Regions from separate parts of the Mus musculus genome. Here region 2 is linked to region 1. A link is a contact called in public promoter capture Hi-C data. All regions are on one chromosome and are shown on one strand. The core of a region is the stretch at or near the end of the contact, and the rest is flanking DNA. Distances in the headings are between cores, read along the strand shown.

Region 1 (5,254 bases), core at 1,182-3,681:
AGACAATGCTTCTTTTAGAAAGGCTATCAAGAAGCCCAGTGTCAGGTGTATGAGTAATTGGCCAGTGAGACTCCATAGGGCATTACCAGCCATTGACATTGTTTTTGAAGACCCTCTAGAGCTTGATTATAATATTTTATTTCTGAATATACCACATGTAAGAGCCATGGGACATAGAATTGGTGCTGACGTGGAAGCTTTATCTCTATTAGATAGTTGTCATAGTTCTGGAAGGTCTTTTGTGCACTATTGGATGATAAAAATAATCCATAGCATTGCCCACTTGTGAACCCTGAGAGCTACAATAATGATTGTCCTGACAAGATAGGCCCATTGGTACAATATGGACACAAATATTATGGGGGTAATTAGCCAACCACTTTCTGATTTGGGATGAAGCCATCTCACAAGATAGAACTCACTGGAACTAAAAGACAAATTACTTGTATAAATAATAAACAGTATTAAAACTTTATAAAATAAGAGTTTATATTTTTTAAATAACCAAGTATTTTGATTTAACTGTATACTGCTTTGAAATAAATATACTTATCAACACACATAACACATATTATTTGACTATTTCTGTTGGCCCATAATCTGGGCAAGGATTAATTAAGCCTCTAGTGAATCATAAGATGCACTCTAACTACTGGCCAGGCTGTAGTCATCTTAAAATGACCATGACTAAGCATTTGTTTCAAGCTCAGTCACAGACATCTTGACCACCCTGAATTTGCTTAGCTTCTCTATTCACTAAGCTAATCTTCACTCTGTGGCATCTGCTTCTTATATCTCAGGAGGGAGAGGGGGACAGGGAAACAGCAAGAGATGGTGACAGAAACAGAGATTAGGACAAGTTAATACAAGAACATGAATGAGACAAATGGAAATATTTAAATCTCCAATAAAAATGTCCCGCTCTATATTTTTGAATACCAATACGACAGAGGTAGACCTGTATCTCAATAATATATGAAAACACTGAATTTGTTTTCAAGCAACATTTTTGCTGATTGGTATTTTAGAAGCTGACAAATATCTGTTTAAAAAGAACTTGAGGGGTATGCTTAGCAATCATATTAAACAACGTGATTTTAATACAAAGTCCTGTAGCTAAAGACATGCTAACCAGAACACACTCAGTTTCTTCTAAGGCCATTCCTTTCTATTTTAAACATTAATATTTCAGTAGAATTATAGCTTATTGGGGAATATTAGGTTTGGGGGAGAGGTTGGAGAGATGTCTCAGAAATTAAGAGCACTGGCTGCTCTTGCAGAGAACTGAGTACAGTTCATTAGTGCTCACATGTGGCTCATCCCCTCTGTAACTATAGTTCTGAGCATCTGACACTTCTGTTCCTCATTGGCTCGTACACACATGTGCATACATGCATATATTCAGGCACACATGTGAACACACACACAAATTAAATTTTAAAATATTAAAAACAAGCATTTTAGTTTGGTCTACATAGTGAGTTAAGACTAGCCAGCACTAAGAACAAGACCCTGCCTCAGAGAGAAGTGGGGAAGGGAGAGGGAGAGCAAGAGACTTGGGAGGAGATTCAGAAGCTGGGCCAAGTGTCTTGACAAGTTCCTAAGCACACTGTCTACCATTTTCCTGATACTATAACTTTGCAGGGACTTCCCAGGTATAGCATGGCTTCCCTCTTCCAAGGCCAGTCCAAATCTTTACTTTCATTTTTCCTGGGACATCCCTTTGGGTTTGCAATTAGAATTCAAACAATACTGTAAAGTCATTTGCCTCAAATCTCAGCATTGATGAAAAAAATACTTTCATGTTAACTGAACTAGTTATAAGAGGAATATATTTAGATCATTGTTTAAAATCCTCACTGTAACCTATCCTAAAATTTCTTAAAGTAAAATAGGTAAGATGTGCTATTAAATTAAAACGTTTGTTTTTCTGAGCTCTGTTACATTTTATTAAAAGACATAATAAATATGTAATAATGTAATATAATATATCTACTATGAAGTTGGGTAGATTGGAAAATTATTAGTCAGACTATTAACACCTACAGTAAGGACCATATATTGCCTCAACAATAGCTACATAAAACCCAGCTCTTTTGCCTAAAGCATACACTTCCAAGAATGAAATAACAGAAACAGGCTGAGCAAGGCATCTCTGGCTCATAACTTCTCTTCTCACAGATTTCGCCCCCTAGGAATACACTTTCATAAACCATTTTGCTTTGTTTGTTTAGTCGGTTGATTTGGTTCTGAATCAAGCACGGATGCAAGCTCCATGCTAAAAACCAAAAAGAACCACCATAGCCTAACCATGTCATAGTCTTACAAAGAGAACCAAAACTATTAGCAGACCTGTGCATGCCAACAGGATCATGTTTCAGGAATTAAAAGCTTGGGATACTCAGGAATCGGTTAACCTCTGAATGGAAAACCACACTCGAAGTGTCAGAGATCAGTAACTGTTCTTTGGAAAATACCCAGGGTAACTGTCAGGGTTGGTACTGTTCCTGTGCCCTTGAGCAAAAGCAATTACATTCTCTTTTCTCACTTCTTAGCATAGGGAAACAGTATGTAGTAAATAGTATGTAGTATTACATACTACATACGGCATGTTGAAACCTTATAAAGATTATAGTTTCAACTTTTTTATTATGAAAGAACAAGCCATAAATTATCGTTTACAGCAGGACTCATTTGTTTTACTTTAGTGTTGTGTAACTAACAGAGCATAAAGGCCTCACTCGGATTTTTTTTTTTCCAAAGCAATATAATTCAAATCACCTTCTCTGACCTATCATCTTAAAGGTTTGGTTTCTACATAAAGGAAATGAATCATTGTGCATGCCTAGCAGGCAGTTCAGAAAGCAGTACTATTCAAACATTTCCAAAGTCTTGAAAACATTTTCTGGACCTTGCTCTAGACATGACAGGAGACTGTTGTGTCCCCGCAACCATTTCTTCTTTAAAGCATTTTATGTGGAAGCCAAGAAATACTCCCAATTTTTTTCCAGAATTTTTTTCAAAAGTTTGAACTTTTCTACATTATGTAAAAAAAAAAAAAAACAAAACAAAAACCAAGGTCATTAAAGTCAGGAGCTGAGTTCCCATTAACCTTTGCCCTAAATTCTTAACTCTGAAGAGCGTTGTGCAGTGTGTTTTAAGATAAACTTAAAGGAGATCTAGGAGACATATCCCAGATTCTAATCAACTGTTAAGACCCTGAAGAAGCAGAATGAAGGAATGCCTTAAATGTAAAGCTGTTCAATTTTCTAATCATTTACCAAGAGCGAGAGGATTGCTAATCACTAAAGATGCATTCATTGTAAACAGCTACTATTTATCTCACTCAAAATCACAAACAACTTTGAAAAGTTTGGAAGATGAAATAGATATATTTCATTGACCAGCTTTACAGTGTTAACAAAACTAAGTGTAACTGAAATTTACCAAATGTCTCTTCTGTAGCAGGCTTTGTGCCCTCCACTGAGTCCCTTCAGTAATTTCTCAGACTTGGAGCTCCCAGCCTTATCTGCATTTCAAAGATAAGGAGCCTCCAGGTCACTAAGCTGGGTAAGAGAGGCAAAGCTACTTAGTGGCTGGCTGCAAGGGAAGAAAGCATGTGTTTCCACTTCAGAGTAAGTGTTGTGAAGTACAAACTGCATGATCTGTAGAGCTGGCTTCCTTCCCCAAGGCTTGCATCTTTAACCACTACACACTAAGGCTAAAATGACCTGGGCGGAAAGAATCGAGTTTGTCCTTCCTTGGTGGGAAGAAAGAAAATGTGGCATTACGAATCTGAAGTCACATACTGAGGATGGTATGTTTGTAGTGTTTTCTCTAAATGTTTCCAAGCAATGCTACACAAAAGAACTTACATGCCACACCGTTATACTAATTCTGGGTATTATTAACAAATAAAGCAAGATAGTGTAAATTCAACAGACATATGTCATGCATGTTTTCTGGCTGACTAACTCCTTTTGAATGCCCTGTTATGCTAGAAGCATTCTCTTCATGGAGTATAATCCATAAAATGTATTTCTTCAGGCTTTATATCATAGTTTGTTTCATCTTGTGCAACGTACTGTAAGTTCAGCAGACCTGTGTCCTGTTTCCTGGCTGGCCAGCAGCCTTTGAATACTGTTATGCTAGAAACATTTTCTTCATGAAGTACAATCCATAAAATATGTTTCCACAGGCTTTCAACTTAGAAAACAAAACACCAGATATGTGATTGTCCTGTGCTCAAACTGCACTCACCTACGAAAAACTAATTTTCAAGACAATTGCTGTAGCAAATTAGCATTTGGGGTTAAAATGAATACTGCTTTGAGCTCTGACTTTGGAGGGAAATCCTTGCTGACAGCAGTGTCTCCTTTGCCAGTTAATGTCATTGACAGCTGTCCCATGATCAAGAAGTTTCTGTCACAGGATTAATGGCATCAGTCCTCATGTGGCCTCTAGTCCCAGCCTTCAACACCCACTAATTCAGCAAGTTACTTCAGAACATCTTTAAGGAGATTTGCCTCTTTTAAGCAAATCCAAAGTCAGCTTGGATTGTTTATTTTTTAAGAATTCCAAAACAGATTATGGTTTTAAATAAGATGGACACGAGAGAGACTGTCCCTGTCACCAAGCATGAACATAAGCTCTGCACAGACTGAACGGACAGTATAATGAATACTTAGAGAAGTACGCGGTAAAGACAAAGGGCAGACACCAAAATAAGGATCCAATGTGGCAAGTCAACACTGTTGTTGTTGCTGTTTCTAGTATTACTTAATCTAAACTTAGTACAGAATAAATACCAGAGCAACAGGGTGCTGATTACTTTTTGTCAACACAAATGGGAGTGACCTGTGAATAGGGAACCTCAATTGTGAAAATGTCACCACTTGGTTGGCCTGTGAGCCTGTCTATGGGATATTTGCTTGATTAATGCTTGATGTGAGAGGAATCCAGCCTACTGTGTGCTGCGCTGCCTCTGGAAGGAGGCTCTGGGTTATACAAGAAAGCAAGCTGAACAAAGCACTCCAGGGCAGCTGCTGGCCAGCCAGGAAACAGGACACAGGTCTGCTGAACTTACAGTACGCTGCACAAGAGGGATCTTTTTTTTTTTTTCCTCCATCAGTGAAATGGGCCAATTCAAGCCAGATATTACCTAAGGACCCAGCTCTACCACTCCTGGGCATATACCCAAAAGATTCTCCAACATATAACAAGGACACATGCTCCACTATATTCATAGCAGCCT
Region 2 (5,254 bases), core at 740-3,239, 78 kb before region 1:
AGAGTCTGGCATGAAGAAGATCCTCAACAAACATTATAAAATAAATGTGTGTCCTACCCAGAATTCACAGATGTGCAATTGTTTAATACTTAGTTATATAGCACAGGATGTCACTTGGATTTTAAAATAAAAATTCATTACACACTGGAAGACAACTATTGCACATAATGGGTCCAAAGTAAAAACCTTAAAAAGCACTTTGGATGAGAGCTATGTGTGATATTGAAGCCTCAAAACAAGACCAGGCTGAAGATGTATTTTCCAAAGAACAGGAAGTCCTATATCTAAGTGGATATTCTTGTTTCCGTTGTGAAGGTTCTGCTAAGCAGAATGGAGTAGACATTACAGATGGTGATAACATACCAAAATGCTCAATACTAAACTTCTACAGTCTTACCACTCTGCAGAATCACTTGAAATCAGAGAGGGTAGATCAGAACATCCAACCTTTAGACGTTGCAATATGATGCTGTCATCTACAAATACGTCAGGCCACAGTCAGAGGCTCCCAGGACAGATGCTACAGGCTGGGCATGCCTTGAGGGATGGTTGACAAAATTGCAGTCGGCAGAATCAACTGTGGCATCTGTGCCACATTAATAAACTCGACTCTTTCGTTTATTCCTCTGGGACACCTTAGCACACAGGAGGGCTTTTTCTTTGCATAACTTCTAGATGACACTGGAATTGTAATAACTATAATATATGGCAACAAAGAACTCAAGAGAGGGGGAAGAAGCTGGGTGGACAGCAGCCACATTACAGTTCTCACATAAGAAGGTAGACTTAAACAAAATGAGGTGGGTGATAAGGAAGGATGCCAAGCTCCACGCCGTGGGAGAACAGTCAGCGCAGTGTTCTTGAGTTGACTGGGGAAAAATGAGCCCGGGTGCTAACTGTTCCAAGAAGAGCCAGAAGGCAAGGATTAAACAGAGGAGCGGTAGAAAGGATAACTTAAAATATCAGGACTGCAGGTTTTAAGAGGGCCCAGGAGAAAATTCTTATTCCTGGACAAATGCAAGCTATGGGGGAAGGAGGATAGGAGCGACTTTGGAGGTGGAATGAGGTGGCCTGAGGTTGCATTACCTCTAGCTATTAAGGACAGACAGTAAAGGAGTTGGGTCGAAACAGTGAGACTACAAATCAGGAAGTTATAGAATAACTTGGGAGCACAGACAGCTTCGGGGGCAAGACTCGACCCTAACAATACAGGTTTTAATCCTAAAAGTAAGTCTCCCAGTTCCTAGGCTCTACCCAGCAGATGTGGATCTTAGATACCGATTTCCTCTAGAAGTCTGACTATGTAAAATGCATACAAAGTAAGGATATTTATGAGAGGGAAATAGTCCCAAATGTAAGAAAAAGTAAGTTGTTAAATTTATTTAAAACTTACATCTCCATTAAACTCTTTTCCTACCTTCCCCAGAACAGTACTAAATATTTTCCTACAGGAAGCTGCCTCACACTTTATAAAGTTAGATTCGGTTGCCCTAATGATGCCAACATTTCGCTCTCTCCATTTTATTTATAAGGTTTCAAAATTGAAAACTCACTTATAGACACTAATTTATTCTAAATATCCTTATAAACGTGCCCCTCCCCCAATCTACCTTTAAATTATATTACTGCTTAACCCACTTCCCACTGATGAGTCTCTGAACCTGGGCACCTTTGTCTCGCTGCCCCTAATATTACGCCCTGGCCAACACAGCAAAACAACCATGCCTCAGGTTGCCTGGCAACATGTCTGTGTCTCCTGGCAGAACTTGTCAGCAACTCTGCTTTTCAGTGACTGTTCTACTGAGTCTCACTGACTGACTCCTCACCTGGCATGGCTTTCTAACAGCCGCCTTTCCTGGCCCTCCTCATTCTAATTAAAATTCGTGTTGCGTTTCCATAGCACCTTGTGTACTGCTGAGGGGGCTGCTACCGGCTTTATTATACATTGCTTTCCAGGTGGCCTATTTCATTTTAGACTCCCCATATCTTGAACCCCAGAGGTGTCTCTAATGTTGGGAATGTAAACAGGCTGATGAGGGGTGGTCCAGGGGCCACTGCATTTAAATCGCTCTTAAATCATAGCATGTGTATTTTTTTCATTCATTCCATGTAGATCTAAATCCAGCCCTGTTTAAATGCTCTCTCCACATAGTGGGAAGTAAGGGGCTACTTGATCAATTACGTTGACTGTACAGAGCACAGCTGGTGCCCATTGTAGAGACTGTGCCTAATTGCTTCCACAACTTTCTGTCCTAAGCAAGTTAGCAAGTGTACACAGAGACAAATGTTTTGCAGTTTGTGGTCAGTCTAAAGGATTCCCACCTCGGTGAGGATTTGGGAGGAACCTAGAAAAGCCAGACATGGTACAGACTCCTTAAAGAGAACATCTGTGGGGTATGAACAATAACTAAAGCATTAGGTTTAGGAGAGAGCAGAGCTAGCTGGAGGCAGTGGGGGGGATCTAATCTTGCACTTAGAGAAATGCCAAGAGGTTATATTACTTAGGGGTGTGTTGGGTTACCAACTATAGTTCCCTTTTCTATCAGAATTTATTGAACATGGGTTACATTTAAGCTGCAAGCTGAAAGGGCAGTGTCTAAGAGAGGTTACTGTGTATCCTGCCGCTTGAATATAACGCCCCATGCACACCTGGCTGTCCAAGGCAGACTATCAACCTTTACCCTTAACGCGTCTTCATTTTTTATTTGACTATCAATTACATTAAATTTAATAAAGGCTAAAGAAGACACAGTTAATCATACTATAGGGCGATTCTAGCCCTCCAAAAGCACAGAGATCCCACAGAGTCACAAGGTCAAGGTATCTACATACAATCCATGCATGTGATTATGAGCAAGAACAGTCCTAAAACTGCCCATTCAACAACCCTTCATCCCAGCACGTGGATGCCCTAGAGACAGAGACCCAGGTAACCTCTGTGTTTCCATATGTCTACATTTCCAGAGGAATGTTACACGCAGGGTAAACTGTAGGAGAACCTGAAACAAGAGACTTGTTTCTAGCTCTGCCTTCCTCCAGACTTGATTCTTTTGTCTTGTTAAATTTGGCTTTCTTTCCATCTCTCTAAGATCTGCCACTATCAAAGGCATCAAAGCTGCTATTCTTTCTAAATCCCACAAAAGCTTGTTCCAACCCCGTTACAATCCAAAAGAGCCATGCATGATCTTGGTTATGAAGATGGTATTTACCACAGGGTAGTTCAGAACCAATATGGGATGTGCAAGAAGTTCTAGATGCTTTACGACCAATGTAATTAACCTTAATTACATCTTAACAGTTTAGAACCCTTGAAGTTTTGACTGTTCAGTCCCATTAATGAAACAATCACTCTGAGGGAGAGAGAATGCTAAAGTATGGGGAAATGTTTAAGTAGAGTTAGATTATTTTTAAAGTGCCAAAGTTTTGTTCTTCAAAAACTCATGCAACAAATGTTCCACATATTACCCTCTACTTAACTATCCCAGTCACTCTGTCCCTGGCTGTGAAAAATGCCTTTGACACTTCTTCACTATCCAGAAAAAGAGTGGTGGGTCTCTGCATCCGTTCCCATCATCTTCCAGAGGAAGCTCTCTGGTGGTGACTGGAGTAGGCACCAATCTATGAGCACAGCAAAATATCATTAGGAGTCATTTGTGGCCAGTCATGTTTGGTTCTACCCTAGGTCTCTAGGCCATCCAGCTTCCAGTCCCTGGACATTCAGGCAGTGTCAGACATGGATTCCCTCTCATGGCATGAGTCTTAAGTTAGAGCAGTTATTGGTTGGCCACTTGCACAAGCTCTGGGCCACCATTGCCACAGCACATCTGTAGGCAGGACAGATTGTAGGTCAAACCCTGGAAAAGAGGGAGGAAGTATTATAGGCACCAGAGGTCGTCAAGAACACCAGGTGAACATAGCCTACAGAACCAATCAAGCAGGGCTCATAGGGGTTTATGGAGACAGAATGAGCAATCACAGAGCCTGTATGGGTCTGCACGAGGTCTTCTGCTTATGTGTTGTGGCTGTTTAGCTTAGGATTTTGTGGGATTCCTAACAGTGGGAGTTAGGGTGTCTGACTCTTTTGCCTCCTCAGGGTCCTTTTTCTCCTAGTCGGTTGCCTAGTCCAGCCTTTCTATGGAGGGTTGGGCCAAGTCTTATCTTGTTATGCTGTGTTGGGTTGATATCTCCAGGAGGACTTCGGTTTTTTTCTTTTTTGTTTTTTGTTTTTTGTTTTTTTTTTTTTTTTCTGAAGGGAAACAGAGGAGCAGTGGATCTGGGGAGTATGAGGTGGAAGAGGGACTAGAAAGAATGGAGGGCAGGGGAACTGTAGTCAGGATGTATAAAATAAATAAATAAATAGAAAAAGGGAGCCACTTGGAGATCTGTCATAATGATCATATGACAGAAGCCTTTGTGAACCTGGCTGGCCCAGAGTCTCCCATCACTCTCACACCCAGGAGCTACTATTCAAAAGGCAAGGAATGAAGCACAATCATGTTAGTTCTTGAATGCTATGGTGGGATGTGGATGTGTATTTTCCATGGTCTCTTTTCCTACTACTCAGCAAATTAGGAGGGACCTAGTGAAGAGCAGGAACATAAGGAGGAGCCTGGGTCCCAGAATGGCCATATCTTCCACATTAGATTTGAACAGTAAATCATCTCTGGTTATTAGGATGCAGGCTTGGGTGTCACACCAAGTTAGATAGCATGGTTAATGAGATGTGAGAATCAGAAGTACAGTGACTAAGCATTATATTTTCAAAATCTTAAAGATTAAAGGCCTCTCTAAGTGGCTGCTCAGAGTGATGCCTATAGCCAAAGACACTAATATTATGCTGACAAATATTTGTTTAAAATTTCTCCTTTTTCTAAGATGCTACAATGCCTGGCATCAAGGACCAAACCATACTCAAGGGCTAAGTTGATTTTGCTTTTAAAGTTAAATGTAACCTTTTGGGGGAAAATAGTTATTATCTCTTCTTCTAATTTAAAGAGAAATGTATCCCTTTATTCACTAATTAGCTCGTTTGTCCTCTTACAAATGAGACAGGACAGGACTATTCACAAGAGAAATGTTTGCTTGAAGTAATTCAAAGCAACACTGCCTGCTGCATCATGAACAAGTTAGTACCAAGCTACTGCTAAACCAAAACCACTCACTTGATCAAAGCTTTGGATCTCTGTTTTCAAAGCCTGAAGCTTTGTTAGGGTTTTAAAGCAGGGGCAATATAATTGGAGAAGACTATAAAGCT

The links. Promoter capture Hi-C pulls out the DNA fragments that hold promoters and counts their contacts.
Region 2: a contact with region 1 is called in a promoter capture Hi-C map of second pharyngeal arch cranial neural crest, with 2.4 times the contacts expected there. The contact joins two enhancer-like sites. A contact is called at or near these places in 5 of 39 promoter capture datasets (the 3T3-L1 cell line, the HPC-7 cell line, embryonic stem cells and 2 more).

What each region holds. Positions count from the first base shown.
Region 1 is chr9:75,958,313-75,963,566 of GRCm38.p6, reverse strand. No RefSeq gene overlaps it. Among named protein-coding and RNA genes, the nearest start is that of Hmgcll1, 54 kb to the left of the region's middle. Within about 2 kb of position 2,431, at least 37 of the 459 cell types and tissues checked have an H3K27ac peak or open chromatin away from gene starts, as enhancers often do. A contact at or near this core is called in second pharyngeal arch cranial neural crest, where this site is marked.
Region 2 is chr9:76,035,491-76,040,744 of GRCm38.p6, reverse strand. The region is part of intron 1 of Hmgcll1 (3-hydroxymethyl-3-methylglutaryl-Coenzyme A lyase-like 1); the gene reads right to left. Among named protein-coding and RNA genes, the nearest start is that of Hmgcll1, 23 kb to the right of the region's middle. Within about 2 kb of position 1,989, at least 16 of the 459 cell types and tissues checked have an H3K27ac peak or open chromatin away from gene starts, as enhancers often do. A contact at or near this core is called in second pharyngeal arch cranial neural crest, where this site is marked.